Regions from separate parts of the Danio rerio genome. Here region 2 is linked to region 1. Evidence: chromatin contacts called from public HiCAR-type data. All regions are on one chromosome and are shown on one strand. Each heading gives the region's core, a stretch centred on a gene start, on an enhancer-like site or on the middle of the called end of the contact. The rest is flanking DNA. Distances are from core to core; before and after follow the strand shown. Region 1 holds the start of si:dkeyp-38g8.5. Region 2 holds the start of sinhcaf (SIN3-HDAC complex associated factor).

Region 1 (6,647 bases), core at 2,458-4,957:
GCGGCTTTTTCCCTCTCCAAAGAGGCTCTGTCTCGATCCAGTGCTGCCAGTTCTCTTTCCACTCCCGCTCGTTCTCTGTCTAGCACCATCTTCTCTCGCTCTAGCACCATCCTTTCATATTCAATAGCTGCTTTATCGCTTTCTAGGATGGCCCTTTCGTGCTCCATCTCATCTCTGTCTCTGTCTAGATCCCCTCTGTCTCGCCCCATTTCCTCAGACATGATGTCATCCTCTTCAACGAACAGCTCGATCTCGCTTCTGTCTGGCTCGCGGGCCCTTTTGCTCCTCCTGCGCGTGGAGTTGTTTGGTCGATACTCGCTGTCGTCGCCCACCGAAGAAGTGTCTAGCGTGACATCGCTCCCCACAAGTCTTCCTTCCATGGCGTCGTCCATGAGGGAGAACCATGGCCAGTTAGTGGGGTTCACCGAGACACCAGGCGGAGGATTCTTCATTTCCTGAAACACACAAGACACAAACATTTTATGAGCTTGCAGAAGTAGAGTGTGATGACAGTGTGTGGGGTTTATAGTTATGTGTACATAATTCTAAACATAATATCAATATATGCTGTAAATTTATTGATCAAGGTTTCAGCAAGTTAAATTTAAGACATTTTTAAGACCATTATGAATGCAATTCTAGACTCAGGGTGCTTTCACACCTGTGGATCGACTCTCTTGTTCCAAAACAGGGATTACAATTGTTACATTGTTGCACTTTGTTCTTGGTGTGGTTCGCTTTCACACGGCAAAGTTTCTAAACGGACCAAAAGAGCTAAAACAAGTAACAAGCGAGTAAACTCTCATCACATTGGTCAGATTTTCAGGGTTTATTTTGCAGAGTCCCACTGATCTGCCATGCGTCCTTATTTTAATTTTTGACAAAGAGCAATTAAACTATATAAACGAAAATCTGTGCTTAAATTTTGAATGGTGACACCTACAGACATCAACACCAAATATAAATCAGAGGTAAGACTTTCTCATACATAGCAGTTATGAATTATAGGCTTTACATTATAGAGAGAAATAACAGATAAACCAAGACAGATAAAAAGCTCTCGTTAATAGTTAACATGCTTTCACTTTCGTATCTGACATGAAACACATTTACTGGTAGAATAACATCCCACCCTACTCATAATTCTCTCTTCATATAGCCGTTTATGCCAATTACATATTCATAATACACTGTGATATGGCCTGGTTCGGATTGTATTGCTTTCTTACTACAATCGATCCGCTCCAGATTTTGTTTCAATTGAGCCGAGACCACCTTATTCAGGCCATCTCGGACCGATTTTTTGGCGCGGGCCTGAGCGCGATTGTTGGATTCACATATGCCAAACGAACCGTGCTAACTGGGGAAACGTGCCAAGTTCTGAAACAAAAGTCTAGGTGTGAAAGCACCTTCATACAGGGCTAAACGCTATTTTTATTTGCCCTATCAAACTTTTTATAATTTAATAAATTCAATAATACAATAATAATAATTTAATGATTTAAAAAAAATGTATTTTAACTAATTCAGAGCAAAATATTTTAAATATTGTTGCATACATACACTTTTTTCAACATAACCTTTTCTTAAAAATCAAAAAATATGTTAAAGGTTTTAAAAACCATATTAAACTAAATGTATGCACAACAGTCTGTTCAGGTGAGCTATCTCAGCAGTAAATACATGGAAACCTTTTAAACAAACGTTATTGTACATTGTGGTAAATAGAGTTAAAAAGTACATTTTCAAATAAAAAGTTAAAAGTTTCTTTATTCATTTATTGGATGAGTAGCTACACGTGAGCAAAGGAAAATTAAGACCTGCTTAAAAAGTTTTAAGACCTGCAACACAATATTTTAATAACTTTAGGACTTTTTAAGGCCTCAAATTTAGTTTTGAGATATAAGACTTTTTATTGATGATAAATCTCATTTAATTTTGTTTATTTTAATTATATGTAGAGTGTAGTAATATTAGTATTACTATGATTTTATGACATTTTAAAGTTTAGCAATTTAAAATATAATACAATTTAGTTCAGGTTTTGCATATTTTGTATTAATGTTATGATATTGTTATAACATTATTTAACATTTAGCTTTAAATATGTTTACCCATGAATTGTTTATTACTGCATAAAATATACTGCTAATTATAGATAGATATGTACTGTACATCTATTTAATATATTCTAATATATTCATCTTTAAATGTTTAGTAATTGCTATTGATGTTGTTTATTTATATAAATTCATGAAATTGTAAATGTAGTATTTAGCATTAATGTGCATTTAAATATTAATATATTTATAAACATTTCATCACATGTATATATATGATAAATTATATGTGATAAATGATTTAGAAATATATTAATATTTTTAATATAAATGTATTACTAGTAATAATTAAAATATGTGATGAATATTATATATATATATATATATATATGTATATATATATATATATATATATATATATATATATATATATATATATATATATATATAGAAATATTTACAATTTATTTTTATTAATAATAATTCATTTATGTCATTCTAGTAAATGTCATTTAGTTCATATTTTTGTATTGTTGTTTATATATTTATGTTAATTGTAAAATATCATATTTATGTAAACCATGTGTATTGTATTGATTTAATATTTTTCACATAGATATTTTGAAATTGACCTTTATTTACCATGATTCGTCATCATTTAGTTTAATGACAATGTTAATGTTAAAAATGTAATTTTAGTTAATTTTGTCTGTTATTTTCATTTGTGTATGAATATAATACATACTCTTCACACACATGTATCTGTAATTTACAATAGGATATATCATTATTTGAAGGAAACTGATTAAAAGATTCGTGGAGTCCTCAGCTGATGAGCTTGTGAGTTGATTCAGGTGTGTTAAATTTGGCCAATATCCAAGATGTGGATGTGCTTGGGGGGCCAGAATTGAAAACTGCACCCTCATAAAGTGGTATATCAGCATACCTTATACTTCATCTTAAGGTTTTCCCATTTTCTCCTGGCCTGGCTGGCAGAAATCTCCCTTTGCAGACCCAGCTCTTTCAGGATGGCCCTACAGCACACAAATGCAGAATTCACATCAAAATTCCTGCAGGCTGCTGGTACAAACATCTACAGCATAATTATTTTTTTCCTGCATGGACTTCTGCATGGGTGAGTATGCATGTGTGTAACTGAGGGTTGGTGATGCCCGGTTTACCTGTAAGCCAGAGTTGAAGAATTTCTCTTTCCAGTGAAAAGTGCATCGTTGGTCACTCGTAACTTCACGAATCTGACAAACTCTTCATTTGACACTTGAACCACACACACATAAACACACACGTGCAGATTTTAATAAAAGTAGAACACGTGATTTGTATAATGCATGCATCCAATTTACATGACCAGCCCAATGCTAAACTGCTAAAAAAATGGGAGAGATAATTGAATGCAATGACACTTTAGATGCACGAAATGATTGCTACTCACTCTTATAAATGAATTCTGAATGCTCTGGGCCATCCTTAATGTCATCGGAGGGACTCTGTACAGTGTAAAGTTCGTGGTCCATACTTGTGTCTGTTGTCTTTGAGTCATCAAGTGCGCTACTCATGGCGCTAGTGCACAAGCGAAGGGCACTAGAAGAGAAAATGGAGGGTTTCGTTCATTTCTTCTGCTGTTGGTTCACTGCGAACACAAACTATATACTGCCACCTAATGGAGTTGTGTGATATTATAATATAAATAATATGTTTCGCTGCAACATGTGGCTCGTGAATTATTTATTATTAAAGTATTTAGATTCTTACTTGTATGATGTGTCTTTACATACTATCATAGGCCTTTTAAATTAGTAAATATATTCATAGAACCATACGATTCTTAATAAATCGGCTGCACTGTAATTCATTGGGAATCTCGATTGTACAAAAATGATCATACAGTCGCTTAATAAATGTTTTATAGATTTAGAGTCAAAATAACTACTGTCGTGTTGATGAGAAAAGATTAGATGCAGTTTGTTTCACATATCTTTCGAATTAAGTTTGTTTCGTAAGACTCTCAAGTACAAAGAAGGCTGTAGAACGATTCAAGCACTTTTGTCAAGGGCGCCGACATTTTGGAGCGGTCAGTCACGCAAATTAAGCTAAAGTTCATTGTATATTTAAATGTTTTGGGGATGTTCTTCAACATGTTTTTCGCAACATATGTATTTTAAATATATATATATATATATATATATATATATATATATATATATATATATATATATATATATATATATATATATATATATAAATCAATTGTCTTAACGGGGAAGTTGAGCACAGGAAAGTGGAATGAGTAACAACTTTTTTAAAATTAATTAAGAACATACAGAATAAATAAATAAATAAATAAATAAATAAATAAAAACCAATCGTAAAAACATATTTATCAACTAAGTCCAAATAGCAACATCCACAAACAAAAGAAAAAAAAACATATATAAATAAAAATAAATAGCAAAATACAATGCAATATAGTACAAGGGGGTTCATCATCAAAAAATACCTTTACCAGACTACACAGTTTACAGGTTTTTTATGTCACAGAAGCTTTAAAGAATTGAAGAAGACAAATATCTTTCTGGAAAAGCAAAAAAAGTTTTTTTCTTTCTTTCTTTTTTTATTTGCAATTATGGATGAAATATTTTTTTCACAACATTGTTAACCAAAAAATTCCAGATCAGAATTCTGACAAAAATATTAATGTTTTACAGTTTTAAAATGGGGGTAAAAACATGTGCTGGTTAAGTTGGTGGTTCATTCCACTGTGGCGACCACGGATTAATAAAGGGACTAAGCAGAAAAGAAAATGAATACATGAATGAATTACAGTTTTAAAATAAAAATCAAGTATTTCATGCTTTAATCGTAACCAAACACAAATTTCATCCCATAACATTTTTTGAAAATGTGCATAAATAAAACATGTTCTAATGAGTGTGCTTCACAAAAGATACAAATGTTAGCCTACAATTCACACTAAATCTATGTCTGAGGAATTTATTACAAGGATACATATCGTCAGTAATTTAAAGCTGAAATTCTTTTGCCTTTGGTAGAAGTGGAAAAGAGAAATCTTGTTCAAATTCTAACCACATTGTCTTCAGGGGGGAAAAGGTGTCTGTCCTTAACTTTAGAAGGGAAAAGCTGTGTATTTACTAACATTCTTAAAATCTTATTATTACAGCTCTGCCCAGTAAAATTAATACCAGAAATAATAAGATTCTCTAATTTTGTTCTCACATAAAAATAACCCAATTCCCCTTTTGAGTATTTTTACTGTTTATAATCAGATTTGTTCTCATTTAACACGACAGACCATACTAAAAACGAATAATTAAAATAGAAGCGAAACTCTATTCCTGACATATTCGGTGAATTGTTTTGTTTGTAGAAAAGTTCACAATACTTTTCCTCGTGTTTTAAGTTGAATTTTTTTCTTAAAATGACAAACAAACAGTTGCTAATGGAGCACAAATGGTTTAGTCCATTGTTTCAAACCCCGCTCAGCACCGCCTAAAAAGAAGAGGTGAAAGCTGATTCGCTGCCGGCGATAAACGTCACATCCGCAAGTTTCTTATGAGTACGTGAGACAGACGTTTTTAGCCACGTTTTTCTTACGATCGTTGAAGAGACAACAGCTGAAACTTCCGTCCTTGGTCGAAGTCTTTTTGTTTAGGAATACAAGAGGCCTTTTTTATTCTGCTTTAACTCTCGCTAATTTTTATAGCTCTTTTGTACAACCAAATACTTTTTTGGGGGTAATGTGTCCTGAAATCATCACTATGAAGAAAAGCTACCAGAAGGACATCAAGACCGCGCCTGATCATAAACAGAAATGGTCAAAATCAAAGAAAAGGACAATTCTTCAAGCAAAAGTCGACGAAAGAAGGGTACGCGTCCGGGCCTGGTCATCCAGGAGACCGCAGCTCAGCCCAGGCCGTGTCGAAAGAGCAGCTGCGGGCGATCAGAGATTTGTACCGTCTGTAGCCATGGCACCAAGAAACACCACGCAGTACTTAATGGACATTGAGTATGCAGAGCGGCTAGATGTTTCGATAGAGGAGTGTGGTGTGAGTCGTACGCCATTTAATGAAAGGCATTTCTCATCGTCGGACTCTGATTACGAAAGATCGCTGGACTTCCAGCAGCGAGACTTCGAGGAGCTGTTCTTCAGGAATGAAATCTGAGGTGTTTCCCCTGAAACCTGACTTGATCTCGTCGGAAAGAGAAGACCGGGCAGCTGTGAACGCATAGACCGTAATATGTGCGTGTTGTTTTAATGGTTAGCCCTGTAAAATAATATCGAACAGTGTTTTATTGAAACCAAGGCGTTGAACGCAAAATGTTTGAGATGCTTATTGAGAGTTGAATGTGGTTTCATTTTGTCGGCTCTCCTTGTCCCACAGCATTGCGCAGACTCCAACTCGGGGAGACGGAACGCTCTGCGTCACAGCTGCGCGATGACGTGTAAGCCACGCCCACCAGCACGTGGCCAGCAGGTAAACCCGCTCCACTCATTGTGTACGCGGTGTAAGAGCGTTTGCAGTCACATACTGTCGCAGTGTAATTTGTGAG
Region 2 (6,647 bases), core at 2,133-4,632, 330 kb before region 1:
CTCTGTATATGTGTATATGTACTATACAGAGGACATGAACTTATTTTGCATGAATTTACTAATAAATATAGGAATTAGCAATTTAGTAAATTATAAATATGCCACATCTCAAATTATACTGTATACAGGCCAGTAGCCAGCCTAGTGAAAAGGGTGGTTCTTTTTTTTCTCCAAAAATGGACGTTTTGCAGTTATTCACCTTATTTTCTATTTAATTATCAGGTTTACATACTGCCACACTGTCATAACCACACTTTTTAGGTACCAAAAACATTTGCTAAACAATTAGAATAAAGAAATATGAATAAAAAAAAAGTTTTTTTTTAAAAATACAAATCCATTACATCATACATCAGTGGAAAAAAGCAGTCTGTTAAAGTTTTGAATTAAAACAAACAGACAAACTGTAGCCTATTGTCATTTTTTTGGGGGGGTAAATAACAAACTGGCCAGATTTTGAATCGGATCAGATATCAGATTTTTGCCATCTGAAAAATTTTTTTTTTTGTAAAAAAAAAAAGAAAAAAACAAAAAAGAAAAAGAAAAAAAGTTTATAATTAAAAGTTATTGACAAAAAGTCAACATGACCATCAAAATAAACCTTCGGTGCTTCAAACATTTTCATTTGTTTTTTTTTTCAAGAATAAGGTCCAAGATTCAGAATAAAAGTTGCTTGTAGTGAAAGATGATTTGTGTGTTTTCTTGCACAGTTGGATGTTGGACTCATGAAAAATTATTGTTTGCATTCAATAAAAGCCTACTTATTTGGGTTATTTCCATAATTTAAGAAGGAATAGCAGGCAAAATATGACAAATGAGCTTATGTATGGGACAAATTCTGAACCTTTTATTAGTGGGGTTGGGTCTTTCGAACCAACTTAACCCCCTTTGGTATACAATGTAAGATTTTTTTTAAGTGTGCTCTATACAGTATAAAAGGGTATAGTAAAAATGAAATGGAAACTATTCTTGTTTTCACTGTCATGGGATCTATGGCTTCACTTCTATTCACAAATCCTCAAGGGATAATACAGATAAAAATCAACATTATCGCTAGTATGAGTCAGTAAGGTTCACTATATAAATAAATGTATGTATATATATATATATTGGACATACACTAAAAAATTATGACAACTAATGATTTTATATTACTTTCTATGCATATATTATTTTAATAAGTAAATAAAGTTTTAACGAATAAGTTATGCAAAGTTGAACTTAATATATTAGTTTGATTGATGTAAGTTAAGAAGACTAGAACAGTTAATCTGATTTAGCTGCACTGTAAAAAGTGAAAACAAATTACTTTGACTTGTTACAGTTAAATGAATTAAGTTTGACAGTAATAAATTCTTTATTGTAGCAAGTTTTAGGAATTTATTTAGGAAAACAAGAATGGAACAGTTCAGATCATTCAATATAATATTGTTAATAAAATAGTAATAATAGTAAAAAAATCTTTAATTACAGTAAAAATGATTTCCATCCCATGTTAATATAATAATAACACTTTTATGTTTTGTGGCAAATTAATGTTTACTATACTGTAAAACCCAAAAAGTTAAGATAATTAATTATTAAAGTTAAAGGAAAAACTAACCCTAATGAGTGCTGTGAACTTAATCCATTTATGCTGAAGTAATGAGGAATTTAATTAACCCATTACCCTCAACACTGAGTTCAAAACTCTTTTCAAATGACTAGAATGAACTTTCAGTATATTTTGAGTTAACTACACTCATTTCATCTGATAAAGTTGACTGTTGGGTTTTACAGTGTAATTGTAAACAATACTTGCCATAAAAAATGACTAAAACTTGTTACACCTAAAGAAAAACTAAATGAATTTACTATGAAAACAGTCATAAATTAAGTTTGTCAAACCTAATTCGTTTAATTGTAACAAGTCAAAGTAATTTGTTTAAGTGCTCTCTTTTTTTGGAGTACACTGTAAAAAATGCTGGGTTCAGTTTGTGTTGGGACAACATATAGGAATTAAGTTAACACACTTAGTTTTTACAAATTTAAGTGGATTGAACATAAAATATGAAGTTGTTCAAAAAAACCTCAATAATTGTGTTGCTTCAGCTTGTTTTTGGAGAGTAATAAATAGTCATTCTCTACACTGTTTTCACCTAGTATACAAGTGGGCATATTTGAGGGTGAAAAGTTTTTTTGCAAGCTGCTTACAGTTGTATATTAGCATGTTGTTTTTATTTTACACTAAAAATAATGACAAAGTCATGACAATAATGATTATATATTTCTTTTTATATTTATATTATTTTAATAAGTTAATAAAGTTTTAACTAAGTTATATAACGTTTAACTTAATATATCAGTTTGTTTGATGTAAGTTGAGAAGACCAGAACAGTTAATCTGCTTCATCTACACTGTAAAAATGCTGGGTTCAGTTTGTGTTGGGACAACATGAATGAATTAAGTTTACTTGATAGTTTTGCAAATATAAGTGGGTTGAACATAAAATAATTAAGTTGTTCCAAAAAAACTAGAGAATTGTGCTGTTTCGGCTCATCCTAAATGCATAGTTTTCAGCCAATGTTATTTTTGGAGGGTAATAAATAGTCATTCTCCTCTCAAACACTGTTTTCGCCTTTTATATAGTATACAAGTGGGCATATTTGAGTGTATCATTATAAACAATTAAAGATGAACTATTTTTTGCAAGCTGCTTGCACAGTTTTTATTTATTTATTTATTTATTTATTGACTGATTGATTAACAAATATTTGAATAGGATATTATAAACAAACAAACACTGAGTTACAAACAAAACAGCACACTCTCTATAGCCTATATAACGTTACACTTGACATGACTGCTTCAGGGAATCATTTCTTGCTCCAAAATTCTTCTGCGTTTTTATGAAAGTGTTACATTTATAAGGTCTAATATCGTTCAACTCCTCCAGTGTTTTCAGTACTTGCGCAGCAGAGTGTCCAAACAGCGCAAGCTCGACCTTTTGAGATGCAGAAGAGCCGCAGCTGCCGACATGTGCTCATGGCTGCCGAGCTGAAGGATGTGCTGCTGCGTTTGTTCCGACATCTGCTCTGCTCTGCTCGTAGTAGTAGCTCGTAACTCCGCCCACCGGGATCGCAGAGCACTGGCTGCTGCCCCTAGCAACCGGACCCGCCCACGTTTCCCGCGTAATTTTCTCTTCCTTATATGGGCAATAGAATGCAGACGCAGTCAAACGTCAGCGGCGTATGCAAATGAGGTTGATTGAAGAAATTCAGAAAATGGTGGATGGCCGTCGGCGCATGCGTAAACATTTTACTACACTCAGACAGAAAGTGAGACAGTAACGAGTGGCGCATTGTTAAATGAGTAACGCCTGTAACTCTTGGATTTCGCTGTGTGGTTTGACTTCTACTGCTCCAAGTCGAGGTAAGAATAAAAAGGCTTTTTGGGTAAAAGTAACTTGGGAGTTTTTACGCGTGCAGAAGATGTCATCGCCTTTCGAGAGGAAAGAAGTTGTGTGACAGGGCGAAAGCTGTCGCATTCGTCAGCAGTGTAACAGAAAGATGACTTTGGAGGCTTGCCGAAACACTTTCAGCTTTTACTTCAGGGTAAAAGCGCGATAAGTTCAGTGTTTACACTTGATGGTGAGGCTGCTCATACCGCGCATCACATTTTAGGGCGCTCGCATCCTTTACAGGGGATCGCTGCTGTTAAGTGTTTTATGGCTAAATCGATACATTTGACGCCGGAATTGATTTATTTTCTTTATAACAGAACTTAGGCGTATTAGAAACACGCTCTGGATGATTGTTTAGATAGAAAGAGCTTTTAAAAATAGGACATTTGCATTCGTATTCCGTTTAAAAACCCAATAAATAGGTGCGCGAATTATAAGATGTACACGAAATATCTAATAAACGCGAACGTGGCGTCACATTGCGCGCATTTAGGACAAGTTTCGCTGTTTATACTCGATTTGAACTTGGGATAGTGAACTATCCTTGTGACTGCGTGTGGTCTGTTCACTCCTGTTGGTGGGTGTGCTTCAAAACAAACCCGCATTTTCACAAGCTCGTCAACATGCGTTTACAAACTTCTGCTTCTGGAACTCAAAAGAGGTCGACGTTTATAAAAACTAGCTGTGGTAGTCTTAAAGATTCATTTCATGAGAGATGGAGGCGGTGTCACTGACGCATTTAATCGTGGAGCTAATAAAATCGATGTTTTAGTATTGCGCTGGAGTGTTTAAAAGTGTCTTAAATCGTCCTGTTGATGAAATAAACTTGCAAATGGGAGTTTAGTCGCGCTCTGTGTCCTTGGGTGAAGTTGTTACGCGGACAGCATGTGTTTACAGTCTCGAGCGCGAAGCATGGAGGCGCACGAGCCACTGACGCAGAGCCGCGCGGAAAACAAAGAGCAGCGGACGAGGAGAGCGCTTTCCTTCAGCTGGCTGTCTTTATTAGACACGTCTAACATCAGGGAAACCCTGCGAATTGATTCCTCGCACAGAGCAGAGGTCGTTTTATTGGCAAACTGCGGCGAAAACCTGCTGAATGTGTGTGTTTAAAGATGCCGTGTGGCGTGCCATGCTTCCGCGCGAGCTGGTGGGCGGTGAATACAGCGGGACGCGCGCACCATTTCACTGCAGTGCGCGGACGGCCGTGCGTCTAAACGCCGCAAAATATTAATTATGCGGTTATTATATGATATGGGTAACTTTAGGTGACACATTTAAGCGTGTTGAATTCACTTTTGGTCGAGGTTTCCGCGACGGCATCGCATTACTTTCTTGCCCCCATTTTTCTGCCCCTCCTCTCTTCTCAAACGCGTTGCCATGTTTGAATTGCGTCAGAGGCAGAATATACAGTCAAGCGCCCGTTCAACTCTTATACTGTACAAACATGTTTCAATAGTAGGCTATGGTAACATTTAGGCTATCTAAAAAAACATGTATATACACGATGAAAGGCTTCAGATAAGCTTATACAGATGTTTTTTCTTTCTTCTGTAATAAATGAAAGTGCTGCTGTCCGTCACCGGTGACTGTCCTGCTCCATCATCAGCACCCTGTTATATAAGAGCAGCTCCAGTCCATTAAGATCTGATCCTGCTGACGCGATGATGATGACTGATGATAACCCACGCACACACACGCACACTCTTTTTTGTTCAAAATATTAACTTAATATTTATAAAATATTGTTAGAATTGGACCAAACTAATAATACTGAGACAACGTACTTTAAATGTTTTTTTGTATAATTAAAATGTGTGTATTTTAAGTGTGTGCATCAGAGTATTACAATTATGCAATATGAATAATATACAATATATACCTAAAATATGAGTAATATTTTCATTTGCTAGTTTAAACTATTATTTCAATGACTAGATTTATTCAGATTATTCCAATTTAAATCTAAAATATACAATAAATCAAACTTGTATATAGCCTACATCTAAATAACCTGTACTGTAGCTCTTCTAGCCTTCTTGAAGCTCAGCTGGTAGATCACGTGGCTTTGATTCCCATGCAAGAAAAGCAAGAACTAATAATTATAGTAATAAATCTTTGCCTTTAATGATATGTAAGTTGCTTTGGATTTCAGCATCTGCCAAATGTGTGAATGTAAATTATTAGTAGATTTGAATGTTGTTGTTATAACATTATTAGTAAATGTGTCATTATATTATTAACTACACTTATTAAACCGTTTGTAAAACAAAAAAAAGATAGGAGTGTTTTGCAGAAAAATATTATTTCTGACTTTTGTCTTGCACCTTTCGCATTTAATTCAGTCTGTTATTTGATTCTTTGTGGAATGTTCATGCTGTTTGTCAAGATTGTTTTTAGTCTGCACACCATTTGTTTTCAGTGAAGTCTGTGATGTTCACTAAGGCTTCATTTATTTTATCAAAAATATGGAAAAATAATATTGAGGAATAATATTAACTACTATATAATTACCACTTTTCTTTTATATGTACTTTAAAATTTCATTTATACTATAATTTACATCATATAATAATAATAATAATACTATAAGTTATAGTTATTACTATATAATAATACTATAATATATACAAATATGAATACAGTTTTCTTCAATAAATTGATCAATACTGACAGTGAAGTCATTTAAAATGTTACAAAACATTTTTTATTTCTAATAAAAGTATGACTTTGCAACTTGAACAACTTTATGACTTTATTGAAGATCCCTGAAAAGGTCTGAAACTAATACAAATTAATACAACAGGTATGCACCAAACAAATCTCCAAAATCATTCTATTCTAACAAATATCAGAAAATCTCTGTCAATCAGCAGAAGTACTGAAACCCTTTTTTTTTGTTTTCAGATGTTTGGCTTTCACAAGCCGAAGATGTACCGCAGCCTTGATGGATGCTGCATCTGCAGGGCAAAATCCTCCAGCTCTCGCTTCACCGACAGCAAACGCTATGAGAGAGACTTTCAGAGCTGCTTTGGGTGAGTGCGCCATCCTCCTATACTTTTGCCAAATTTATATCAGTGTGGTTCACCTCCAAGAAAACGACCATTCACTCCTAATGTACTTGTTTCTTTAAACCTTTATGAATTTCTTTCCTCCACTGCACTGAAAAGAAGATATTTCGAAGAATGTTGGAAAGCAGCAGCCATT

The links. HiCAR-type assays count read pairs that join an accessible place to other places.
Region 2: a HiCAR-type map of caudal fin shows a contact between it and region 1, with 4 times the contacts expected there. The contact joins the promoter of sinhcaf here to the promoter of si:dkeyp-38g8.5 in region 1. A contact is called at or near these places in 2 of 4 datasets of contacts at active chromatin or transcription factors (caudal fin and embryo).

The regions. Positions count from the first base shown.
Region 1 is chr4:16,899,672-16,906,318 of GRCz12tu, reverse strand. It overlaps si:dkeyp-38g8.5, which reads right to left and starts at 3,707. Exons shown (of 4, transcript NM_001123290.1): 1 at 3,511-3,707; 2 at 3,242-3,335; 3 at 3,007-3,094; 4 at 1-455. The coding sequence starts at 3,634. It also overlaps a transcript of atp2b1a not described here.
Region 2 is chr4:17,229,678-17,236,324 of GRCz12tu, reverse strand. sinhcaf (SIN3-HDAC complex associated factor) reads left to right here and starts at 3,382. Exons shown (of 6, transcript NM_001025531.1): 1 at 3,382-3,412; 2 at 6,348-6,475. The coding sequence starts at 6,348.